2 separate regions of the Mus musculus genome follow, and region 1 is linked to region 2. A link is a contact called in public promoter capture Hi-C data. All regions are on one chromosome and are shown on one strand. Each heading gives the region's core, a stretch centred on a gene start, on an enhancer-like site or on the middle of the called end of the contact. The rest is flanking DNA. Distances are from core to core; before and after follow the strand shown.

The links. Capture Hi-C pulls out chosen DNA fragments and counts their contacts.
Region 1: a contact with region 2 is called in a promoter capture Hi-C map of pancreatic islet. The contact joins the promoter of Meiob here to the promoter of Hs3st6 in region 2. A contact is called at or near these places in 14 of 39 promoter capture datasets (the 3T3-L1 cell line, 3T3-L1-derived adipocytes, the C10 cell line and 10 more), 8 of 15 datasets of contacts at CTCF or cohesin (the G1E-ER4 cell line, embryonic stem cells, hippocampal excitatory neurons and 4 more), 227 of 484 Hi-C or Micro-C datasets (the 3T3-L1 cell line, 3T3-L1-derived adipocytes, the 63-12 cell line and 123 more), 39 of 115 datasets of contacts at active chromatin or transcription factors (the 230-238 cell line, the HPC-7 cell line, Th17 cells and 23 more) and 6 of 9 other capture datasets (adipose tissue, embryonic stem cells, embryonic tail and 3 more).

What each region holds. Positions count from the first base shown.
Region 1 is chr17:24,801,130-24,806,769 of GRCm38.p6, forward strand. Meiob (meiosis specific with OB domains) reads left to right here and starts at 3,253. Exons shown (of 14, transcript NM_029197.1): 1 at 3,253-3,283.
Region 2 is chr17:24,751,035-24,757,146 of GRCm38.p6, forward strand. Hs3st6 (heparan sulfate (glucosamine) 3-O-sulfotransferase 6) reads left to right here and starts at 1,954. Exons shown (of 2, transcript NM_001012402.2): 1 at 1,954-2,464. The coding sequence starts at 2,052.

The DNA.
Region 1 (5,640 bases), core at 2,003-4,502, 51 kb after region 2:
TTCAACCCCTCCCTATGCTCACTCACCCCTGACCTCTACCGCAAGCTGCAAGCTCCAGGCTCTCCTCGTTGCGGTTTTTGTTCATGTACATCCAAAATGTATTGACAGGTCAATTCTTGTGTTAAGAACAAGCCAATTACACAGAATTTCTGAACCAATATAGGAAGCCAATTCTTTGTCCAAAAAAGATATCCCTGTTTTTATTACTAATGTGAACAATGCTAGGGTTCTGGGTTTGTATTTGAAATGTTGTATTTTAAGAAAAGCCTGGGGCATCCTCCTGAAACCAATTCTGCTGGTTTAATCTCATGTAGCTTTCAGCAAAATTTAATTTGCTAAACTACCACAAGATACAAGAAAAAAGTTGAAATATTATTCCTTCATGGAGACTCCTTAAAATGTATAAAGATTTCTTCATTTTAAAAATATTTTTCAAAAAATCATCTTAAAATGCCAGTTTATTCTCTGGGGGGAAAATCAAGATTTTATGTCCCTTTAAAGACAAAGACGTGGGTCAGCAAAATGGCTCAACGGGGAAAGGTGCTTGCTGACAAGCCTGATGACTTGAGTTCCAACCCTGGGACTCAAGTGGAAAAGGAGAGACATGGTTCCTGCAAGTTGTCTCCTGATCTGTGACACACACACACACACACACACACACACACACACACACACACACGCATGCACGCAAATTAAAGGAAAAAAAAGAAAATGTTAAAAAAAAAAAAAAAAAAGACAGTAGGTGGAAGAAGGATCAGAGGTTCAAGGTCATTCTAGGTTACATAGTGAGTTGAAGCCAGGCTAGGCTACATGAAAACCTGGTTCAAAATCAAAACAAAACAATACATAAATAAATAATAAAAGAGAGAAACTGGAACAAATATAGGAAGAATTTTTACATGTATGTGTATGTATGTATGTATGTATGGTATATGTGTGTACATATTACAGCACCGCGCACAGCATGTGTGTGAAGGTCAGAGGACTACTTGACTTGCGAGAGTCAGTTCTCAACTTCTACCGTGTGGGCTCCAGCGATTCAACTCAGACGACTACACTTGCACAGCAAATGTTTCTACCCACTGAGGCATTTCACTGGCCCAGGAGACTAACTCTGCTTAAAGTTATTTTTCTATTATTAAGTTTGAAGTGGTGAGAAGTACTTCATTCATTCTGCCTTCCATTATCGTTTGAGATTTTTTTTTTTTTTGTTTTTTTGAGACAGGGTTTCTCTGTATAGCCCTGGCTGTCCTGGAGCTCACTTTGTAGACCAGGCTGGCCTCGAACTCAGAAATCCGCCTGCCTCTGCCATCCCGAGTGCTGGGATTAAAGGCGTGTGCCACCATGCCCGGCCGAGAATTTTTTAAATGAAAAATAAAAATTAATTTTGATGATGGAAGGAAACGACTCTAATGGTGTTTTTGTACTCTTGTTTTTGTGTGTGTGTGTGTGTGTGTAAATGCTTTCTCCACATGCATGTATGCACACTGCATGCCTGGTGCCAGCAGAAGTCAGAAGAGGACTTTGGATTCTCTGGAACTAGAGTTATGGATGGCTGTGAGCTACCATATGGGTGCCTGGAATTGAACTTGGGCCCTCTGTAACAAGTGTTCTTAACGGCTGAGCTATCTCTCCAGGCACTAATGGTGTTTTTAAATTTGAATTTAGTTTTCGACAGGGTCTCACTGTGTAGCCTGGGTGGTCTGGAACTCTCTATGTAGACCAGATTGGCCTCAAACTCAGAGATCTGCTTGCGTCTGCCTCCTTAAAACTGGGATTGAGGGCATGTGCTATCACTCCTGGCTTACATGCAGTTTTCTTTTGTAATATATGTTAACATATGGCTGCTTAATATTTGTCAGAGAAACCGAAAAAAAAATTAAATAATACTAAATGTTGACAAATTTAATAGATTTAGTGATAGGACCTTAACTTACTTATTTCAATAAGTACTTCATTAATGAAAGTCAGAGTAAGATTTTTATATGGTAGTAATTTTGTTTGTTTGAGACAGGTTCTAGATAGTCCAACTTGGCCTTTTTTCTTTTTTTTTAGGTCTTCATGAGCTGAGCTACTCATGATCCTGAAACACATGATTCTCCTACTTCAATCTCTGAAGTTCTAGACCAGCCTGGTTTACAAAGTAAGTTCTAGGACAACAAGGGCTGTTACACAGAGAAACCCTGTCTTTTTTGTTGTTTTGAGTCAGGGTTTCTCTGTGTAGCCCTGGCTGTCCTGGAACTCACTCTGTAGACCAGGCTAGCCTTGAACTCAGAGATCCACCGGCTTCTGCCTCCCAAGTGCTGAGATCAAAGGCATGTACCACCACCTCCTCCTGAAAACCCTGTCTTAAAAAAACAAAAGCAACAAAAAAATTAGTATTATCTATTTTAAGCTCAGCATAATGGCTCATGTCTTTAATCACAGAACTTCCAAGGCAGAGGCCTCTGAGAGTTCAAGGTCAGCCTGGTCTACATAGTGAGTTCCAGGACGGCCAGAACGACATCATAAGACCCCGTCTTAACGTCCCTGCCCCCAAATAGTATTATCTATTTTATATAATACTGTGGTATTTTCAAATAGTATTATTTTACATAATATTATATGTGTACCTCCTGATATATATGGTATGTGGTAAAACCAGGGAAACTCCTTTAATAAGAGCATCTGGCCATTTCCTCTTCCACAACCCTATCGGTTTTTATATCCGTGTCTTCCTTCAGTTCACTTTCTGCTCTAAATTAAGAATATTTCACTTAAGGTAACTTTGTGCTTTCTCGGAGACGTGTGCAATTATAAGACATTTATGAGGGTTGCTCAGTGGGGACAGCCTGAGACCCTAGTCAGGATCCCAACCAGAGAACTGCGGCAAATGCCTAGCCTGCTTCCTTAGCGACTTCCCCCTTTCACTAGCTCCTGTGCGGTGCGTGGTCGCCGCTCCTGTCTTCGAGTGACCCCGAAATTGGCTTTTCTGGGTCAGTACCTACGGCCGACTTGGCCTCCACCACCTGAGTCCTTAACAAAGTTCTCCAGTCCAAGGAATGGGTAGTGCCTCTCCCCTAACCGTGAACACGTGCGTGAGACCCGCGGCCATAGGGGCGGAGTCCACAAGCGCTGGGGGCGGAGTCAGTGGGGGCGCGGTCAGTAGGGGGCGGAGGGGGCGGGGCTCGAGCTAACGGTCGGGGACTCCAGGCGGTTCGCCCACCGGGCTGTGGGAAGGCCTAGAGCGTGACCGGCGTCAGGTGGAACCCCGTGGGTCACCTAGCGGGCCCGGAAGTATCCGGTGAGCCGCGACCCAGACTGCCTGTTTCGGCATCCGGCCGGCGGCGCGGGACCGCGCTCCGGTTCTGAGAGCTGGTGCCTGAGCTGAGGGGAAACTCGCGCGGGGTCGCACGCGCCGACGTCCCCAAGGTTCTCCGCGGTGCGCGCGGCCCTCGGTCTGTCAGGTCCCTTCCAGTCAAGACTCACTCATTCGTGTCTCTTCTGCCCTGCCCGGTTGCTTCTTGTCAGGTTCTACCCTGCCTGTCCACTCCTGTCAGCTCCCTCCCAGCCCGTCCATTTCCTGTCAGGTTTCTCGCTGTCACGGTCCCAGGTTGTTAGTGTCCCAGGTCAGCGTGTCTCTCGAGGTCAGAGCCGTACTGTCAGGTTCCATTCCGGCAGATGGCTCCCATGGAGTTGCTTACCCTCCACATCCTCACCCTGTCAGGCTCCCCAGGACAAGAATGAATCCCGTAGGCAGGCAGGGGTGGTTGGTGCACTCCTTTAACCCCAGGCATGCAAGAGGGGAGGCAAAGGCAGGCAGATCGTGGAGTTCCAAATCAGCGAGTTCCAGGGCCGCCAGAGCAACACAGAGAATCCTTGTTTCGAAAAACAAAACAAACAAAATTCCAGAGACAGGCCTTTTTAGTTGTTTGTTTGTTTGTTGAAACAGGCTCTCCCTACGTAGCTCAGGTTAACCTTGAACTTGTGATTCACCTGCCTCTGCCTCCTGTGTTTGGATTACAAGCCAGCACCACTCCAAGCATCAGAGGAAATGGAGAAAAATGTTCTCTTTCTCCTCTCCCTGCTTACCTTTCTCTTCCTTTCTTTCTCCTTTCCTCCTTCCTTTTCATCTTCCCGGAATTGTCTGGTTCTTTCTTTCCTTTCAAATCCTTCCTCCATCCCTCCCTTCTCGAGACAGGGTCTCAGGTAGCCCAGGGTGGCTTCAAAAATTCACTATGTAGCTGAGGTTAGCCTTGAACTCTTGATTCTCCTACCTTCACTTTCCAAATGCTGAGATTGCAGGTATATGTCACCATATCTAGCTGGAAGAGAGGTTTTAAGGAGGAAGGGAGCCTGTCAGTTCTCAAGGATAGGGACAGGATATATCAGAAGCCTACATGCAGTATGTATGTATATCATATAGGATCCAGGAGGATAGAGTATGTAAAATATATATACATATATAATATGTTATATATATGTTAAAACATCTATATAAAATGAGTAAAACATATATAATACATATATTCCTACAGATTACTTTCCCTGACCTCATGTCCCACTTGTTTCCCCTTACTTCTACCTATAACACCCCCTGGTTACCACTGTTCTTTTCATTATATCCAGGATTTTGCCTTTTCCAGAATGACACACAGTTGGAATAATCAGAAACATGTTAAAATACTGAGTGGGAATGGAAAGATGACTCAAGGGATGAGTGCTTAGAACAAAGGGATGCAGATGTGATGAATTTGGATCCTAGCACCCACATAAAAGTGAGGCATGACTGCACTTGTGGGGGTTGGAGATAAGAGATCACTGGTACTTGCTAGCCTTCAGTCCGTCTGGCTTTAGTTTCAGTGAGAGGCTCTGTTTCAAAGAAATAAGGCAAAGAGAAATAGAACTGGCTTCTTCCTCTGGCCTTTGTGTACATTCATGTACACACATGTGCATATAAACTATACATACCGCACATGATGATGATGTAAAGATGTCAGGTGCCACGATGGATGTGTAGAGGTCAGAGGACAAGTTTTGGGAGTGGACTCTCTCCTTGCATCATGTGATTTCTGGTGATCAGATTCAGGTTGCCAGTCTTGGTAGCAAGAGCCCTTACTCAGTGAGCCATCTTATTGACCACCCCCTAAATTTTTATGTTTAAAATTTTTATTTATTTATTTTTTTGACAAAAGCAGTGCTAGGTACTACCATAGAAAGTTACTAACACTTTCCCCAGTGTGGTAGCCAGGAGGTCAGCTTTCTAATGGACAACTCAAGAGTGTTTGGAAGAAAGGAGACTTGTTGCACTAAGAGAAACAAATCCTAGTCTTATAAAACATTGTTACAAAACTTGTGGTTTGTGGTGAGAGGTTGCAAAGATACCCTGTATAGAAATAACATCATGGAGAACTCTTCCTTAGCATAAATCTGTAGAATAAAACAGAAAACATAGGAAAGTCATTTCCAAGTTCTCTGAAAGCTTCCTTTACCTAGAATAGCAAGCTATAAACCACACCTGTTTTTCAACTAGAATTCATATCTATCTAAAAAGTTAGCCGTAACAATATTATCTTCAAATTATAAAATGATTTTTGTTTAGGACTTCATTTGATCCAGTCTACAAACAGTAGCAACTATGTGTGATACCCTGAAGTACCT
Region 2 (6,112 bases), core at 704-3,203:
GTAGCCTGTGGCCATGGGCCAGAGGAAGGGACTTTAATAGGCCCTTCTCCTCTCCTATCTCCTTGCAAGATGAGCTTGCATTCCCATTCCAATCTCTCTGGCTGTTGTGTTCTGCTGAGCAGCCATTACCACTCCCTCTTCTGCCTGAATTTGGTTAACTTCTTATCTGGCCATCACCTCCAGAATGCCTTTTCTACCCTCTCCTCTCTAATCAGTATGTATTGAGTAGTCTCTGCATGCCAGCACCATGTTAGGAGTTTTGGAGAGCTTGGGAATGGGTGCCATCAGGGGGATCTCCAGATTTGTACCCCTTCCCGCCAAGAGAGCCAGAGGGAAGATGGAGAAAGAGAGTCAGCTTCCAAACTCTCAGCTGCTCCGGGCCAGTGTCTCCTGGAGAGTCTTCTGCCCTGTGGAAAGGCATCCTGCAGAGGAAATCACCAGCAGGAGGTAGGAACTTAGCCAGCACTGAGGAGATGGGGGGATTACCAGGGACTAAGTCTCAAGTGGTGACAACTCAGACTGTGAAGGTGTAATCGGGCAGTATGGGACCTCCCTGGGAGTGCTCAGAGGAGAACCAGCTTGTCTTCAACAAATCCCATTTACAGCTAGATCCGAAGAAGAACTTCCTAGGTCCCTACATGTACTAACATGCTTCCCAGACAGTGCTGGACTAAAAACCCGCCCACAGGGCTGCTGGCACCAGCTTGCCCTGACAAGCAAATGTAGCTCTGGTGTCTGGGACTAGTTTTGGGTGGTGCATGTCCCCCTTGTACCTAGCTGCCCTCAGGGTGGGAACTAAATGTCTGTGGGTCATTGGAGTTTTCTGTCCCTCAGAGGCAGCCTGCAGTGTGAGACTTGTTCAGATGCCATGAGACCCACGGACTGCTGATTAATAAACAGAGCCGAGGGCAGAGGCTGAGTAAGGGTACTGGGGCAGGGACTAGACTGGGCAGCCAGGAAAGTCGGACAGAGGCAGAAAGAAGAGGCGCCGTTACCTTTTCCCTGGTCAGGGCAACTTATTCGGCATCCTGGATGGAGTCTTTCCTCCTCTGCATTCCTAGTAAGCAGCTTTGTAGACTCGGTGAGCCAGGAACAGGACATGGAGGCGCGGGGGTGGGGTGGGGGTGGGTGGGTGGGGTGGGGGTGGGTGGGTGGGTGAGAAGTTTCTGCAGTGTCTGGTAGGTTTCACACATGTGAGGGCCCCGGGAATCTCACTATGCTCAGAGGAAGCTCCACAGACAGAACCCAGATGCCTCCCCTGCCTCCTAGTACAGGCCTTTTCACTCCTGGGGGGCGAGGGGGCGTGTCACCGCTTTGCAATTTCCCGAAGGGATCACTGACATCTTGGGGAGGCCAGCTCTATTTGATACAAGGACTTTAAAATGGTGGCCCGACTATCGGACAAGCTCTCTCCACAGGGCAGGGCTCCCACCCTAATGAATGGCTAGGTGGACTGTTGGCAAGTAATGCAACAAGCATTCCTGTCACAGGCTCAAAGATGCATGGGGACCCTTTCCGCGCCGGATGTATGCCTGGCTCCATCCTTCCTGCACAGGCGATTCCTGGACACGGTGTCCTCCGGTGATGAGGCCCTGGCTCCGGGAAACAGGGGCTGAGGCCGCACACCTGTCGCCCTGGTCCAAAGGGGCAGAGATAGACTTTTAAAGGACAGAACGGGGATTCCCACTCGCCCAGTCTTGTGTCCCTCCGCGCCACGCATTCCCGTAGTGTAAGAGCGAAGACTTTGGAGCCAAGCGAACCGGAGACCAGCTCAGGAGGAGTGTTGGGGTAGCTGGGATAGCTCCTGGTCGCTCTGGAAGTTAGCTGGAGTCGCTAGTCCCAGGCGAGGGCTGGGGAGGGGCGTCTCGGCCCCGCCCCGCCCCGCCCCGCCCCGCCCCGCCCCGCCCCGCCCCTCTCCGGCTCCAGGGTTGCGAGGCTGCGGAGCTCAACCCAGAAGCCGGGCGCCCTGGGGTTGAGCGGGCGACGCACTATAGCCGGGATGCGCACCTGTCTGCGGTTCCCGCTCCCGAGCCTGAGCGCGAAGCGACCCCATGGCAGGTAGCGGTGGCCTGGGCGGCGGGGCCGGTGACCTCCAGGGTGCGGGGACGGGCCAGGGGACTGCACTGCGTGCTCTCCGTGCTCCGCTGGCGCTCGTAGTTCTGTTGCTAAGCGCCTACTGCCTCTTCGCCCTCCCCGGCCGCTGTCCACCTGCCGCCCGCGCCCCTGCTCCGGTTCCTGCACCCGCCGAGCCGCCCCACACCTCCCTCCGTCTGAGAGCACCCGGCCTGCCGGTGGCCAGCGGCCCGGGGCGCCGGCGCTTTCCTCAGGCGCTCATTGTGGGTGTGAAGAAAGGCGGCACGCGCGCATTGCTGGAGTTCCTGCGGTTGCACCCCGACGTCCGTGCACTTGGCTCTGAACCCCACTTCTTCGACAGGTGCTATGATCGCGGCCTCGCCTGGTACCGGTGAGCGTCCCTGCTGGTCCGCGCCTCGTCGGTGTGTGCCTTGGACTGTGCTTTCTTAGAACCCAGGATGAGTAGGGTAGAATCCTGGGCACTGGGTCTAAAACAAGCCTGTTAGGGAAATAGCCTTGATTTCCTGGGCACAGCGACCCTCGAAGGAGAGGCCATCTATAGCCAAGGGTCGCAGGAATTAGAAAATCTCAGAGAAAACTCTGTTCTCCTGTTGGGTGGCCAAGGGACTCAGCGAGGCATGATCCTATCTTGAAAGTAGTTTCAAGCGAGTGAGATAACTGGGCAGGTAGACTTTCCTTTTTAGAGGGTCAGGGAATTGAACCTGAAGCCTCAAATGTACTAAACGAGTATTCTACCACTAAGCTACTAATATATATCCATATATTATTATGGTTTATATCAATATAATCCCGGTGGAGCTACTTGGCAGCCTTAGAGATACTTGGAGCTCAGTCACTTTATCATCCCTTCGTGTCTGTCCATTCCCTGCTATAACTCTGGGTAAGTACTGGTAATTATCTGACCACTAGTCAAGTATATTTTGGAAGGGCCTCCAGGTTTCCAGAAGTGTTCTAGAAAGTGCCTTTCCACCCCTAAGAATCTCTCCCTCACCCTGCATCAGGGAGCCCTCTATAGCTGCTGGAGTCTGAAGAAAGTTAGGTCTGGGCTTTGAGGAGGGAGACTCTGCTCTTTGGTTTAGCCCAAGGGTGGGGACTGGAATACACCCTTCTGTAGCTGTCCTTTCTACATACAGGAGGACTTGGGATGCAGCAGTGGAATGTGGGGAGCACTACCCCAGGTACAGCAGTATGTCCTGGTGGATGGTCAGATTCTGGTTCCTCCCTTCTGGTGTGACTACCCACAGGCTCCGCCCACCGCCTCCTGCAGGCATCGAGGGCCCCCTGCTCCTTCATGTAGGGAAATGGGGCTATATTGGCTTGCCTCTTCTGCAAGCCCGAGCTGAGCCATGATAACCTGGAGAGTCAGTGCGGGTGGCACACTGACTGTTTCCCGGGTTCTTCTGTACTCCCGTTTGCTAACTCTGCCTTTTGCACTAAGACCGGTCTTAACGGGTTTGGGAGAGAACAAGCTCGAGACCTCTAAGGGTCAGTACTACCCGAGGAGAGGTTCTCGGGAACACTGATGTTCTCAGCATGGGAGGAGGGAGCGTTCAGGACACAGCACAGCTTCAGGATCCATGTGGAAGTGTGCAGAGGATGCTGGGGAAGGGAGGGACCCGAGGCCCCACCCTACTCAGGGTTATCCTCTGTGGTTTGCTGCTCTGGATTTGCTCAGAAGTGTGGAGTAAGCTAAGTGGCCTGTCTGGGATTCGGGACTGTATAGCCTAGTGTCTTCTTCACTTGGCTATAGCTCTCTGGTGGCAGCTTCTCAGGTAATGTCCCTTCAACCCATCACATGCATGCACTGAGCCTCTGAAAGTTACCACCTGATACCATGGTGGTATCTCCAGTCACAGGACCTGGGCTGAGGGAGGGAGGTGGGAGAGGAGCAGCCACTGGGGAGGTACTGCTCATCTTGGGCTGTGATCTGCCTCATTCAGGCAGTGACCCGTGTATCTGCTGGACTCAGCAGAGGGGCCCTGGGTTGCTTTTTGCACAACTATTATCTTCTCTGCTTCTCCATTACATTATTTCTTTGGCTTTGTTGCTGCTACTTTTGGGACAGGGTCTCTTGTAGCACATGTTAGCCTCAGATTCTCAGTGTGGCCATGGATGGTTAAACTTCTCATCCCCTTAGCTACACCTCATCAGTGCAGGGGATTACAGATATCTTCATTATAGGTACCACTATGTCTGTCTGTCTGTCTGTCTGTCTGTCTCTCTTTGTGTGTGTGTGTGTGTGTGGAGAGAGAGAGAGAGAGAGAGAGAGAGAGAGAGAGAGAGAGAGAGAGAGAGAGAGAGAATGAATATGCTGACAAGAACATGTAGGTCAGAGGCTAACTCTTAGGAATCTCCTCTCTTCCCCCTGTGAGATCTGGAGATTGAATGCAGTCAACAGATTTGCACAGCAAAGGCTTTTACTTGCTGAGTCATGCCACCCACCCAAAGGGATTTGGTTTTTGAGGCAGGGTCCCAGTTCTGCATTTGTGGCTCGCCTGGAACTTGCAGTGTAGATCATGCCAGCCTCAAACTCAAAAAGAGATGGAGGCCTGTGCCACCATACCCAGTTCTTGGCTGTTCTTATGCAGGTCTAGGAGTTGAACTCAGGCCCTGTGCATACTGGGCAAATCCTATGCCAACTGAATTACATCCTCAGCTTCTTGGGCTTTTTAAGGGTCTTCCATCTTGGGGGCCACGGCCCTGACCACACTCAAAATCCTGCAACATTTACTAGTCCAGTTAGCTTACTCACTGAGTGGTCATCTTAAGGTTTGGGACGTCTGTCAGGTCATATTTTCTGGAAAAGCAAGAGGAGGTAAGAAGGGGCACAGGTAGGAGAAGCCCTGTGGTTCCCGGGGTTTAATGGGTCAGTCCATATGAGGGGATGTCACGGTATGCAGGAGGAGGGGCTGGGAATAGTCTTTGCTTCTGTGGCTGGAGACTTGGTTCCCTAACACTCTCAGACACTGGGATAGGATCTGTAACCAGTTTTCCCTGGGCTCTTTGGATCTGGCCCAAATGAGGTGTGGGATATAGAGGTTGTGGTGGTGCGCTGGAGGGGCTGGGCAAACGGGGTGTGGTCTCAGGCTGTCTGGGAGCCGTGGAGAAATGCAGACCAGATGGGGTGAGCACAATGGTAGGTACAGTTCATGGAGCTACTTGACAGAGCTCCGCTCTGCTTGTTCACACCCTCCAGACACATAGGTCTTCTCTCTCCAAGCTCACCAGGCAAGGCTTCTGAGGCTCAGGGAGGGTAAGTTTGCAGGAGGGCTTGGGACTGATTTGCAGACCTTGAGTTGTACTCTGTTGAACTTTTCCTGGCAGTGGCTGGGTGATGTTCCAACATGTGTCCTGACTGTACAAGTATTGGGACAGGAGCTCTGGGAACACAAGCTCTGTGGAATCCCCTCTTTCAGGTGGGTCAGGGGAGGCCTGAGGCCTATCATTTCCCCTGGGTACTTCCTATTCCTTCACAGTCTTAAGATGCCTGCTTATTTACTACAGTGTTCTACAGTCATTTTGCTGAAGGTCTCTCTCTCTCTCTCTCTCTCTCTCTCTCTCTCTCTCTCTCTCCCTCTCTCTCTCTCTCTCTCTCTCTCCTCTCCTCTCCATCATATTTGCCTCAGTCCTCAGAGTCCTGAGATTATAGACATGTACCACCATATCTGGGCCTGATATCAGTCTTGCCTGATCTAATGGGGGTGCATGCACATATCCCCCCGTCCATCATCAGCACCTCAAACCAAGCACAGCATGGCCCCTGTGCATTTTTGCCTTTCCCATATTTGTGCCTTCTTGGGAGCCTGAACAGAGAGAAGAGAATGAAGGTCTGTAGGTTGGTAAAGCTGAGCTTAGGCCTGAGTGTCAGCTTGGCCAGAGTAGGTCCTGGGATGTCAGAAAGCGGTGAACAGTATCCCTGAGACGATTGAAGTCAGAGCTGGACAGGAGTCTCTCTCAAAGCCCCATGGCCTCTGCCTCAGTTGACCTAGTTCCTAGCTTGCCTTTGGAGCCCCGCCCG